Regions from separate parts of the Mus musculus genome. Here regions 2 and 3 are each linked to region 1. A link is a contact called in public Micro-C and promoter capture Hi-C data. All regions are on one chromosome and are shown on one strand. Each heading gives the region's core, a stretch centred on a gene start, on an enhancer-like site or on the middle of the called end of the contact. The rest is flanking DNA. Distances are from core to core; before and after follow the strand shown.

Region 1 (3,921 bases), core at 411-2,910:
GAAAACAAATCATGTCCATTGTGTGCAAATAAAATCCGCAGGACGTCCATGCCAACCACCTCTGAGGGTTGGAAGCATTAGGCCTAGCCTGAAGTAATTAATAACAATATATCCCCCCACACCCCCTCCAACTTCCACAGCTTACTCGGCCTTCAGAGATTTGGCCTCCCTTGAGAGGTGCGCAGGCTCAGATGCTGGTGCCTCCCCAAAGCCCGGGGAACGCAGACCCCCAGGCGCCCCCGTGCGCTCCGACCTTCGGAGTTGAGTTTTAACGCGGCAGTCGGAGCTCACGGAGCCCGGCGGCGCACACCGGTGAGCGCATGTAATCTACGTGGGACGAGAGCCATTCCACGATTCTACCAGTCTTGAAGAGCTGGGGTGGCCTCCCTTGAACTGCCCAGCGCAATGAGAAAACTACTGGAATTGGAGGAAAAGAGACAAACTGAGCCTAGAAACTGAACCCCCGGAGCGAAGAGGACACCCTAGGCCCGCGCTTGCTCCTGCTCTCCTCAGTTCTGTCCACAGCGTCAACTCTCACTCTCCAGGCCTATGAAAGAGGCCAATATGGCAGGTGGCCCAAGGCCTAGCTTCCTATGCTAGGACCACAGGAGCTGACCAGAGGGTGACACCTTTAGAGCCATACAGTGGGAGACACCGGCAGGCACTAACACCCCGCAGGCTGCAAGCAGCTTCAGAGACCTTACCCGGCAGAGTTTGGGGTTGCCATTCTGCCAAAACGTAAGCTGGACTTCTTACTCCAGAGATCATTCAGGCACCTTCACAAAGGTGCCTGTGATCTTGCCATAGTCTCACAAATTTACCTTTCTCAATTGTCGCAGGAGGATCACAAACAGCCAATGTTCTTAACACACACACACACACACACACACACACACACACACACACCAGCCCCAGCCGCTCTTCTTTCCAAATTACCATTAATCGAGTTACCATCCCATTAACTTTGCCAACCTAAGGAATCAAGGAATAAAATCAAAACTCTGTGAAAGAATACTTACGAGAAAATTATATAACTCACCCCCACCCCAGAAAGTTCTCGTTATCCGCGTGGACAGAAACAGAAGGGAAGGGGGACTGGGATGGTAGGAAAGAAATAGGCTGGCAAACAGAAGGAAAAGTCCCCTGAGCGTGCCCGGTTCAGCTCAGGGTGCGCGGTGGTCCGAACCCGGTCTCCAGGCTGGGCCCCCGCCCCTGCGCAGGGCGCAGATCGGCTCCTGGCTCCCAGCTCTCCCAGCCCCACCATTTATCAAAAGGACTTGACAACAAAAGAAGAGCTCTGCGGAAAAGTGGGGGGAGGGGAAATTCAAAGTCTCCCAAGTCCCTCCGAGCAAGGGGGTGTGTCCTCTTCTCACCCCCTTCTACTTTCTACGAGTTTCTGGGAGTAACCCCGGAGCGGACGTTATGGAAGTCGCCCAGCGGCACAGGAGTGCATACGCACTGTGCACCCAGATCCAGGTACAAGTCAGCATGCACAGCGCCTCCCCTCTTCTTTCCAAACAGCCCGAGCGACGGCGCAAATCGAGGGGAACGCCGAAGTCCCGCTCCGCTTCCCTGGAAGAACCGGTTTCCACAGGCAGCCGCCCCTCCCTCTCGCGTTCCTTCCCTCTCCTCTCCCCGCATAGGTCAGTCCTGTCTGGATGGTCTACATCATGCCGTCCAGCAGCCCGATTAAGTCCCGGCTCCCAGGACTGTCGGGATGGCCAGCGGAGGGTAGTGGCGAAGGACCCGGGAGAGGAGGAGAGCGAGCCTGAGACCTGTTTGCCTATGCACATGGTCAGGCCTCTTCTCTTGAGCTATTCAACTCTCGCTACGAACACGGGTCACAGAATTAAGGAGGTTTATTCTACAAGTAACCTCCAGAACTCGGGCTATATTTGATGGCATGGCTCTTTGGAAAGAAATTCCCGAGTCTGGGGTGGGAACACTACCGAGGTCGACAACTGGACATCCTCAAGTTACATTCCCGGGAGGGATTATGCCAGAGAGGCGGGAAACCTCCGCGTTAGACGTCGCCTCCAGCGTCGTTCTTAGGTACTCAGCAGACCCGAACTGGGCGACCCGGATTGACCGAAGCACCCAAAGGTAGAAGGTGTGTCTGTCTCCACAACCCCAAGAGGGAGTGAGCACATCCCAGGCCGGTGCTCCAGACTAGGAGTCCTGGGTGCACCTGCGCACTTTACTCTCACTATTTCATTTTCCTGACTGTGGACGCCCCTTTCCCCTCTTTCTTTTTCTTACACACCCTCCACACACACAAACACACACACAGGTGCCAGGAGGCTGCTGCTCTTTCCCCCTCCTTCAGTTTCTTCTCGGTCTCTTCCTTCCTCTGTCTCACTCTAGGTCTCTCTTTTTCCCTTCAAGTCTCACCCGCCTTGTAATCAGCAACAAAAGCTGACATAAATCACGGGCAGATTGACAAGAGCTGACAAATAACTGATTGATTGCGGTCGAGGCACATTGACAATTGATGGAGGGGTGGAGATGCCCAGAGAAACAGGGGGTGCGGGGGGGGGGGAGAGTAGCAAGACGAAAGCAAGAATGGGGGGGGGGCTGAAGTGTGAAACAGGGGAAACATGTGACCCCCCGCTCAAGCCCCAATCTGAGCGTCCTTCGGTGTCACGTGACCGGGAAGGGCGGAGAGCCCGGCGCACGTCGCGAGGACGAGCAGCCACCGCCTCCGTTGCCCTTCTAGCTTCTGGTTTCTCTGCTGCTGAACCTCTGGAAATCCAAGCGGGCGGGCAGACTTTCTGCAGCATCGACTTTCCTTACCCGGGTGGCCGCGCCACGCAAAATCTTAATTTCTGAAAAGATTTTTTTTGTATACAGGCTCCCACTCATCCCTGGAGTTGACTGTTCAGCAGGTATCCACATTACCGCCTGCGTTTCTTCTCCCGAAGTCTGTTAACACTCCCTCCCTCCAAAGGTTTCAGTTTGTTTTCCTGCTGGGAAAACGAAGAACGACGAAGAGAAAAAAGAAGGAAGGCGGTAGATGACAAACGTAGAATAAATGTCCATCTCGTCCGGGTAGCGAAATCGAGGGAGGGGACAAGCCGAGGGGCGGCGAAGAGGGAGCTGCCCATTAAAACCAGCTCTGAGATTCCTGGCGGTGGCGGCGGCGCGGGACGCGTCACATCCCCTTGACCCTCCAATCACCTCGGGCTCCCATTTGATTGGAAGGCGGCAAAGGCTTTAATCTCCCCCTCGGTGCAGCTGCTTTTGAAGTGAGTTTCCTCGCCAGAGCCCGGGCTGGACAAGCAGCGACACACATCGCAGAGCGCAGCGCCGGCTCGGGGCCGGGAGAGCGCAGCGCAGGGCGCAGCCCGAGGCAGACACCGCGCACCGCGGGGACACTCCCGCAGTCTGTCCTGCTCTTCTAGCCCCATCACGGCTCCGCTGCGGGCCACCCAGGATTATTCGCTTCTGGCTCCCGGCGGCGAGAAAGCGCGCGGGGCTCCCGCGTCCGCCGCGCCAGCTCCTCCTCCAGCTGCTCCCGCTCCCCGGGCGAGCGCGCAGCCCCGAGCCCGCCCCGCGCATCTCGGAGCCCTCCCCCCGCTGCTCCCATGCGCGCGGGTGGGTCATGAGCACAGCGCCCTCGCTTTCTGCCCTAAGAAGCAGTAAGCACAGCGGCGGCGGCGGCGGCGGCGGCGGCGGCGGCGGCAGCGGCGGCGGCAGCGCGGACCCTGCCTGGACCAGCGCGCTTTCTGGAAATTGCTCCGGCCACGGCCCAGGCTCCTCCCCGGCCGGCAGCACCAAGCCTTTTGTGCACGCTGTGCCCCCCTCTGACCCCCTGCGCCAGGCTAACCGCCTGCCCATCAAGGTGCTGAAGATGCTGACGGCACGGACTGGCCACATTTTGCACCCAGAGTATTTGCAACCCCTGCCTTCCACGCCCGTCAG
Region 2 (3,921 bases), core at 531-3,030, 9.6 Mb after region 1:
CTTTTCTTTTCTCTACCTGCTCCATCCACACCTGATCTGAAATGGCCATCGGAGGAGACACAGCTAGATAGGTGGATGGAAGGAAAGAGTTTTGCCGAGGATAGGATGTTGTTCGGCTGCAGTCCAAACTAGAGCTTTGCTCGTCCGTCTGGCGTTGGATGGACAGTTTTCCCTGGGATGGGTAGTAGTGGGCCGGGGATCAGATGGACACTCAGCTGCAAACGGAGAAGAGGGTTTGCCTTCACCGGCACTTTCCCCGGCTCCGCTGATGCTATATCTCTGGAGAAGGAATTGACTATCAAACCCTCAACCCTGTTTGCTCATATTATACCCACCGTAATCCTCTTAAACTGCCTTTGCGGCTACAAAGCTCTTGGTCTTGCAAAAGCCGGCTGGCAAGATATAATTGTCCGACGAACAAAAACAGCCAAAAGTTTTCAAAAACCCCATGCACAGCCCCTCTTTTCCCTAAACCTAATTCTCTCCTTCTCTAGCTAGCCCCCCCCCCCCCATAAGAACCCTCAGCCTCGACCACTTTTGTTGTCACCAAGAGCACCCGGCCTGTTGAAAGTGCTGGAGCTTCTTTGAGCAGTTTGTTGTGATACGCAGGTGGAATGGTCTGCAAACATGAATTCAGCCCCTCCAAACCCAGCGCCGAGCGCTCTGCTTTTGTGCGCCCGGCACAAAAACGCTGAATTCCTCCGAACTTACTTGGGGCCTGTCTAGAAAAGAGCCTTTTCTTCCCTCTGCTTGTACCTCTGGCCACACTAAGTCTTTGCCCGCCCCCCTTCAGACCCCCTCCTTCTCCCCTCTGATAATCCTTCTTTTTATTTTAGAAAAACACAAAACCCGGTTCCACGCGGTGCTTTAGTGGCTAAAAGTGAAAGAGCTGCCTTGGCAGAATTCAGCTCTATGAATCACTTCGGAAAATTGGTTCGACTGAATGGCCTTAGGAGGAAAAACGTTTTAATAGGATCCAGGGGAGGTTCTGCTGTTTCAATCTGCTCCTTAAACAGGTGGAGATTGGACCTTCTCAATTATACAAACAGTAAGTACCCAACAGCGGGAGAGCTGCCCTCCGAATCCTCCCCGCACGCAGCCCTAAACCAGGCGCAGAGCCTGCCTTTGCCTCTCAAACCCGATCACAAATCAGCAATTCGGATCGATTAGCTTCTCAAAGAGCCCTAGGCCTCTCAGGGCAAGAATCCCCCAGCCCTACTGAAAAAGTGGGCCAGAGAGCTGCAGGCGCACCCACCCTTCCCCAGGTCCCCAGGACCCCGGCACGCCGCCTGCCCTCCCGGACTCTTCGAGGTCGTCCTTAGGCGGCGGGGAGCTCTCTCTCGACCTCCGACGCCAGCCAAGGCGAGCTCGTTGCTTTTGCATAAATTAATATTTCCCCATTAACAAGTTCCCCCCTCCAAACGCGACGCCCGCGTCCATGCGCCACATCCTAATGAGGTAATTATCATTTGCGCGTGTTCGGGGCTGGCGCTGGCTCCGTAGGTAAATGGCAGTTTATTAGCACGGTGCCCAGTTCGGCTGCGCAGGGCTAAGGGATACTTTGGTGATTAGACGGACACCAGGGGCCCTTTGAGGTAGCGCGTCGGGGACACCCCGCCTTCCCCGCGTACCCTAAAACTGTAGGCCCCCCAAAGTTGTGAATCACCCAAGGAACTCTGCCTAGGTTTGGGTTTGGGCGGCCCCCACCTCCTTCCACCGGCAAAACCATCACGATTCTTCCCCCTCCCCCCTCCCTCTCTTCCCTCCTTCCCGATTCGCAAACCGCTCGCACTTTCCCGAAGGGAGCGCGGGCGCTAGTTGCCTCCTTTAAAGTTTGAGGGGCGGTGGCGGCGGCCGGCAGGCGCGGGGGAACGCAGGGTCCTCAACGGGAGTCGCGCCGCCGCCCATGTCATTCCACTTCAAGTGACTTCATGTGATGTCAGCTGAATGTAAAAGACAGTGATCTCACGCGGAGGGGAAGATGTTTGCCATCAAAATGTGACAGAAGAGACACGCTGCATGGCTCGGAACGCATCTCCTTGGCGGTGGGGGAAAGAGGTAAAAGCGAGGTGGTTCTTCCGGCCCTCTTTAACTTTGCTCTTTCAGTGCCCAGTTCCCAGCACGCGTGGCGAAGGCCTGGGTCCAGGGAAGGGCTGGGAGTGTTAATTTGAGACTCCTTTCTTCTACCCCTTCTCCTTTCCTTTGTACAGCCTCCCCCTTCTTCCCCCTTTCATAGTCCCAGGGCAATAGCTGGTGGGTTCCTTTGCGCGCCGGGTTAATGGGCGGTAATTTGGTACCCTTGGGTGCACTTTGTTCTGCTTCTGTTCATTTGAATGCAAATGGGTGACCGGGCCGACTAGGTGCTTATTAAATTGCGGTTTCCCCCCTGCCTTTTCCGGAATGCAGACTTAGAGGAGAGAGGCTGTGCCCTGGCCCAGCCTGGCCCAGCTTGGCGCGCCATGGCCAGCTCAGCTTCCCTGGAGACCATGGTGCCCCCGGCCTGCCCGCGCGCTGGAGCGTCACCGGCCACTTCTAAAACACTAGCTTTCTCTATCGAGCGCATCATGGCCAAGACGTCCGAGCCCCGAGCGCCTTTCGAGCCCCGGCCTGCTGCGTTAGAGGCAGACAGCAGCCAGAGCAAGAAACTGCTCAACCTCTGCTCGCCGCTGCCCTGTATGATCCCTCTCCAGCCTCTAGGCTACGAGGTGCCGTCCAAGACGCTGCTCAGTTACTCGGAGTTCTGGAAGAGCAGCCTCCGGGCGGGCGGCGGTGGAGGAGGAGGCAGCGGCGGGGGGGCCCCAGTGTGCGGCGCCAGCGGCTTGTGCAAAACCAACTGTGGCGTGTGCTGCAAGGCCGAACTGGGCCTCGCGCCTTCTGCGCTGCCCGCCGGCAGGGTCATCAAACCGCAGGTCATCAACCAGGCTGTGGGGCTGCCTGCCAGCGGCTCTCTCTACTACTTCAACTACCTGGACTCCACCGCTTACCCACCTTCGGAGCTCCTCGGAGGCCACCTTTTCCCATCCGGCCTCCTCAACGCACAGGCCCCCACTTCCCTGGCTGCTCACCCCAAGCTTTTTCTGCTGGAGAACGCCAAACTGGCCAGCCTGGCTGCGGACAAGTTCCCCCACCCAGCTTCCTATCCCCATAAGGAGCGCTTGCATGCGCCACTGGAGCAGGTGCTGAAGGAGAACTCGGCCTTGACAGCTGAACGAGGGGGAGTCAAGAGCCACAGCAAACTACCGGGGGGCTCTACTGACAGCAAACCCAAAAACTTCACCTGCGAAGTGTGCGGCAAGGTGAGGCCTACGGTTCTGGGGGGAGGGAGCTAGTAGCCCCTGACTTTCTTGGGCTGCCTTGTACACCTTTCTCTCAAGCAGAGGAGCTTCCCAATAGCTGCGCGCTCCGTTCGATGCTCAGTTGAGCCTCAGTTTCCTATTCTGTAAAATGGGGCTGTAAAATCGCCACACAGTTGACAAAAGGACTTGCTGGCTTCAGATGGGATGGTTGGTTAAGGGAGGTAAATTGTAGCCTCCGGGCCTGATTCTAGGCCCTTGGCAGACTCAGCCTAAGTTCCGCTCTCATCCTTCCATAGGTGTTCAATGCTCACTATAACCTCACCCGCCACATGCCTGTCCACACCGGAGCTAGACCGTTTGTGTGCAAAGTCTGTGGCAAAGGCTTCCGCCAGGCCAGCACTCTCTGCAGACACAAAATTATCCATACCCAGGTACGTGGCCCCTAGATCAGGCCCAGTCGGCGAACATCACTGCCCTAGTCTGAGCGGTAGTATTGGATTCTCCTTAACCTTGGTGGGGGGCTCTACTGTCCCTTGCCTAGGTCTCAGCCTTACTGTACGCACGCCCCTCTTCGCAGGAAAAACCACATAAGTGTAACCAGTGCGGCAAAGCCTTCAATCGCAGC
Region 3 (3,921 bases), core at 993-3,492, 7.7 Mb before region 1:
TTTTGCTGTGTCAATCTCTCATCAGTTAAAGGCACACGACTAATCAGGGCGGAACATGTATTTCTTTCATCATACACACTATTGTTGATACTCTGTCAGAGTGCATAATTATATATTTCTCATTATTGCTTTTGGAGAAAAGCCTGTCCCTTCCTGATCTACACATCCCAGAAGGGCAGCTTGCCTGGTTGATTTACCTCCAGCACCCACCGCATGCCCTTCTGTGTCCCTTTTGACCAAGATGCTTGGCTATTACTGACTGGACGGATGGATGCAGGAGAAGGGCTGTTACCATACACCACCATAGAGGGGACAATGAAACCTTATGAATCGGGGCTAGTATGTACTCATTCATTCATTCATTCATTCATTCATTCAAACATCCATTTAGAAAACTCTTGCATTCTGGCAAGAAAATTAAATTTCCTCCCAGCCTCCAGTTTGAGTGTCAAAGCCATATGGACCACTAGCCCCGGGGTCAGGCTGTGCTTGGTTCAGTTTGGAAAGGGCTGGCATGCGTTCATAGGCTGGAGGTGTGTTCAGAAGCAGAGAATTCATTATAACTAGTTAGTCATCCATGGAGACACTGCCCGTGGGTGGGGTGCACTTGGCACTGGTGGGCCGGGTTCCTGGTGCTGCTTCCCTAGGTAGGTGTGTGACTGGCCTTAAGCCCACGGAGGCTGGGGTCTACCAGTACTCAGAAAAAAGCCTGGCAACGAGCCCCTCACATTCGACTCAGTAATCCAAACCGTTCACCACCAAGATAACTTTTCCGGAGACTGCTGTGAGGGAGAGCCATGCTGGATCCTAGCCGGATACTACCCCTACCCTTACTCAGTTCTCTGCAATTGAGTGCAAAGAACTAGGTAGGGTGTGGGTGTGGGGGGGGGGGAGAACCCCTGTAAATCCCAGAGGCGGAAATACATGCACATAAGGAGAACCGAGGCGGCGGGGGCGCGTTCGGAGACTAGGCGAGGTCAGGAGCGCACGGCTGCCCCAGGTCGCCCGAGTTTGCTCCGCCAGGCGAGGATGACTCAGCCTCACTCGGGTCTTTACCGTCAGCCCGCGCGAGGGCTCCACAAAGTTCCTAGTCACACCCTAGAGCTTGAACGAGGATGGGGGACAAGGTTTTTCTAAGGGTGGGGCCGCGGCAAAAGAGACATCCTGGGGCTTTCCCTGTGGGTATTCAGAAGCCTCGCCCGCGCTCAGCTGCCTCTTCCCGGGCGGGGGCTGGTGTGCGGAACCTCCGTGCTCGGAGCAATCTGAACCCCCCTCCTCCCCCCGCAGAATTAAGGGTGTCTGCCGGTCAGGTTGGACTTTCCGCTGCGTTTGCTTCCTTTCCCGCCCGGGCATCCTGGTCCCTGGGTGCACCGTGTAGCAGTGCGGACCCCGGACCCCGAGCTTCAGTAGGCTTGAAAGCACCCCGGCCCGTGGTCCGGAACGCCAGCGGTAGCTGTGCGGCCGCCGGGTGCCCGCGCCGCGACTGCAGCGCCACCCTCCGCGCTTTCCTCCAGTCGCCGCGGCGGTGGAGCAGCGATGGGCGGCCACGCCGCGGTGCACTCCCTAGAACCCGACCCCCTTGTCCCATCCCCAGCCCGTTCTGCCGCTATACGAGCCGGTCCACTGCCGCTGCCGCCGCCCGCTGGCTTCTTCCAGACTTCTGCCTCTTCCCAAGGAACCGTGAGGGGAATCGGGAGGGGGTCGCACCACCTCTAGGCTCCGCAGCCCCCCACCACAACGCCCCTGACCAGTCCCCGGGGCTCCTGACCAGATCAACTACTGGCAAAGTGTGGAGCATCGGGGTCCTCGGCCTCGCTCCCGAGCCGCCCACCCCCATTCCGCTCCGGTCGCCAGGGCCTGGGGACCGCCCGGGGCCACCCGAGAGTCGCGCCCGTGGCGGCGGACTGCGGAGTTGTAAAGAACTCAGCGGCCGCAGTGGGCCGGACCGGGCGAGGCACGAGCCGTGGCGGCCAAGGACACTTGAGTTTGCGAGTCTCCGCCCGCGAGGCGCCTCCCGCCCTCCCGCCGCGGCTCGCCGGACTCCCCGGGGCCGCCGAGGCGGGGCTGGGCAGCTGCCGCGGCAAGAGGCGCGTCTCGCTCCCTCCTCCCGCGCCTGCCTACTCCCCAGTGCTCCCTCCCGCCTCCTCTCCGCCCTCCCCTCCCCTCCCCCCGTACCCCGCTGCTTCCCCCCCCCCCCTGCTCCCCAAGTGAGCCGGGCGCGCGAGAGGCAGGAGGGGCGGCGCGCGGCGGAGCAGGCAGCCCAGCGCGCTCGCCCACCGCCCGCCCGGCGCAGCTCTCCGCGGCCGCTCCAGTCGCCGCCGCCGCCGCCGCCGCCAGGATGGCCGGGCCGGGCTCGCTGTGCTGCGCGTCCCGGGGGGCCTCGGCGCTCCTAGCCACCGCGCTTCTCTACGCCGCTCTGGGGGACGTGGTGCGCTCCGAGCAGCAGATCCCGCTCTCCGTGTAAGTGCCTGGTGTTGGGACTCCCCGGGAGGGGCGGCTAGCGCCCGAGAGAGACCCGGGGCGCCCAAGTTTGGGCGCCTGCAGGTGCGGCTGGGCAGGACCCACGGCGGGTGCGGGCCTCGCCTCTTGCACCTGCCTCTCAGCATCAGCACCCAGTGGCGGGAGACTAGGGTGGAACCTTCTCGCCCTTTCCCTGGGGCTGGGGAGTAAGACCTGGAGAGGTTCACCTCAAGTGACAGCGCCAAGTTTAGAGCCTGTTTACAGACTGCAACTTCCACGGGCTGTTTAATGGTCCCCTTTTCTGCTACCTTGCCATCCTACTTTTCCGGGAAGTGGGGTGGGGGTGGGGATGGGTGGATTTCTTCAGAGTAGTATTTGCCAGGTGATGCTCATTTTAGGTGTTTAAGTAACCAGGCAATTGTTTCTATGAAAGCCCGTGGTCTTCTTAGAGAGCCAGGCTTTACACCTTCTGAACTCCGGTGACCCCGGACCCCATCCCGCGCTGCGCTCTACATCTTGGTGCGGGTAGTTTGTAAGAGAGAGTTTTTTTTTTTTTTTTTTTTTTTAATCTTTCTTTCCTTTTTCCTTTAATGTTCTATCGCCCTGCTCTTTCAGCCACAGCCCGGTGTGTGCGCGTGTGTGACGGTGACACTGGTATTACATTTCTTCCCTCTGCTCTTTTCTCCCCATAGAGTGAAGCTGTGGGCCTCCGCTTTTGGTGGGGAGATAAAATCCATCGCTGCCAAGTACTCGGGCTCCCAGCTTCTGCAAAAGGTAAGGTTTCTGTGGTGACAGACAGCGATGATTTTTCTAGCACAGAAAATGGAGGCAGATTTAGTTTTTCCAAACAAACGTGAGCCCAGAGCTGCATCAGTTATCAGAGTAGTCTCTGATCTCCCGTTCTTGGCATTGTACTGTGCAGTGACTTCTCCCTACCAACCGGTTATTTTTAGATGACACTTGATTCCAAACACAAAGAAAAGCAGGATACTCACTCGCACTGTCCTGGCTGGGGCTCGGAAACAGTGTGTTTGCATGGCTCTTCTCGCAGTTGTTGGTATTGCTGTCTCAGTGCGAGAGCAGATGCTTCCCTGGCCAAAAGATGCTAACTTCTTCCAAGGGGCAGAATCCGGCGGGCAGCGTCTGTTTTCGGAGCCTCCACCTTGCTCGGGAGTCATAGGGTTCAGTGTATTGGCGAGATACCAGCAGCTTTGTTTGTCATCCCTGCAGTCCTACAATCCCATTATTCCCCAATCATCTAGACCCAGGGCTGGGGTGCATTGCATCATTACAGATAAGGCGAATGGATGTGGTTATCTTTCCACTCAGCTGCACTGCCGGGTAATAAGCTCTGAGAGTGGTCCACAAACTTAGGAAATTGGTCTGCGTCCATATATTTCTGTAAAGTAATGAGAATGGAGAATTGATTATTAGGCTGGTATCAGGAGTTGCATCAGTTTT

The links. Promoter capture Hi-C pulls out the DNA fragments that hold promoters and counts their contacts. Hi-C and Micro-C count contacts between places; a contact is called where the count stands out from the background.
Region 2: a contact with region 1 is called in a promoter capture Hi-C map of embryonic stem cells, with 5 read pairs. The contact joins the promoter of Fezf2 here to the promoter of A330001L22Rik in region 1. A contact is called at or near these places in 2 of 39 promoter capture datasets (both in embryonic stem cells), 6 of 484 Hi-C or Micro-C datasets (all in embryonic stem cells) and 1 of 115 datasets of contacts at active chromatin or transcription factors (embryonic stem cells).
Region 3: a Micro-C map of embryonic stem cells shows a contact between it and region 1, with 7 times the contacts expected there. The contact joins the promoter of Cacna2d3 here to the promoter of A330001L22Rik in region 1. A contact is called at or near these places in 1 of 39 promoter capture datasets (embryonic stem cells) and 4 of 484 Hi-C or Micro-C datasets (all in embryonic stem cells).

The regions. Positions count from the first base shown.
Region 1 is chr14:21,987,214-21,991,134 of GRCm38.p6, reverse strand. A330001L22Rik (a long non-coding RNA gene) reads right to left here and starts at 1,660. Exons shown (of 2, transcript XR_001781181.2): 1 at 1-1,660. It overlaps Zfp503 (zinc finger protein 503), which reads left to right and starts at 1,534. Exons shown (of 3, transcript NM_145459.3): 1 at 1,534-2,110; 2 at 2,851-3,921. The coding sequence starts at 3,602.
Region 2 is chr14:12,343,724-12,347,644 of GRCm38.p6, reverse strand. It overlaps Fezf2 (Fez family zinc finger 2), which reads left to right and starts at 1,780. Exons shown (of 5, transcript NM_080433.3): 1 at 1,780-2,058; 2 at 2,407-3,296; 3 at 3,593-3,727; 4 at 3,874-3,921. The coding sequence starts at 2,460.
Region 3 is chr14:29,720,185-29,724,105 of GRCm38.p6, reverse strand. It overlaps Cacna2d3 (calcium channel, voltage-dependent, alpha2/delta subunit 3), which reads left to right and starts at 2,242. Exons shown (of 38, transcript NM_009785.1): 1 at 2,242-2,460; 2 at 3,153-3,234. The coding sequence starts at 2,339.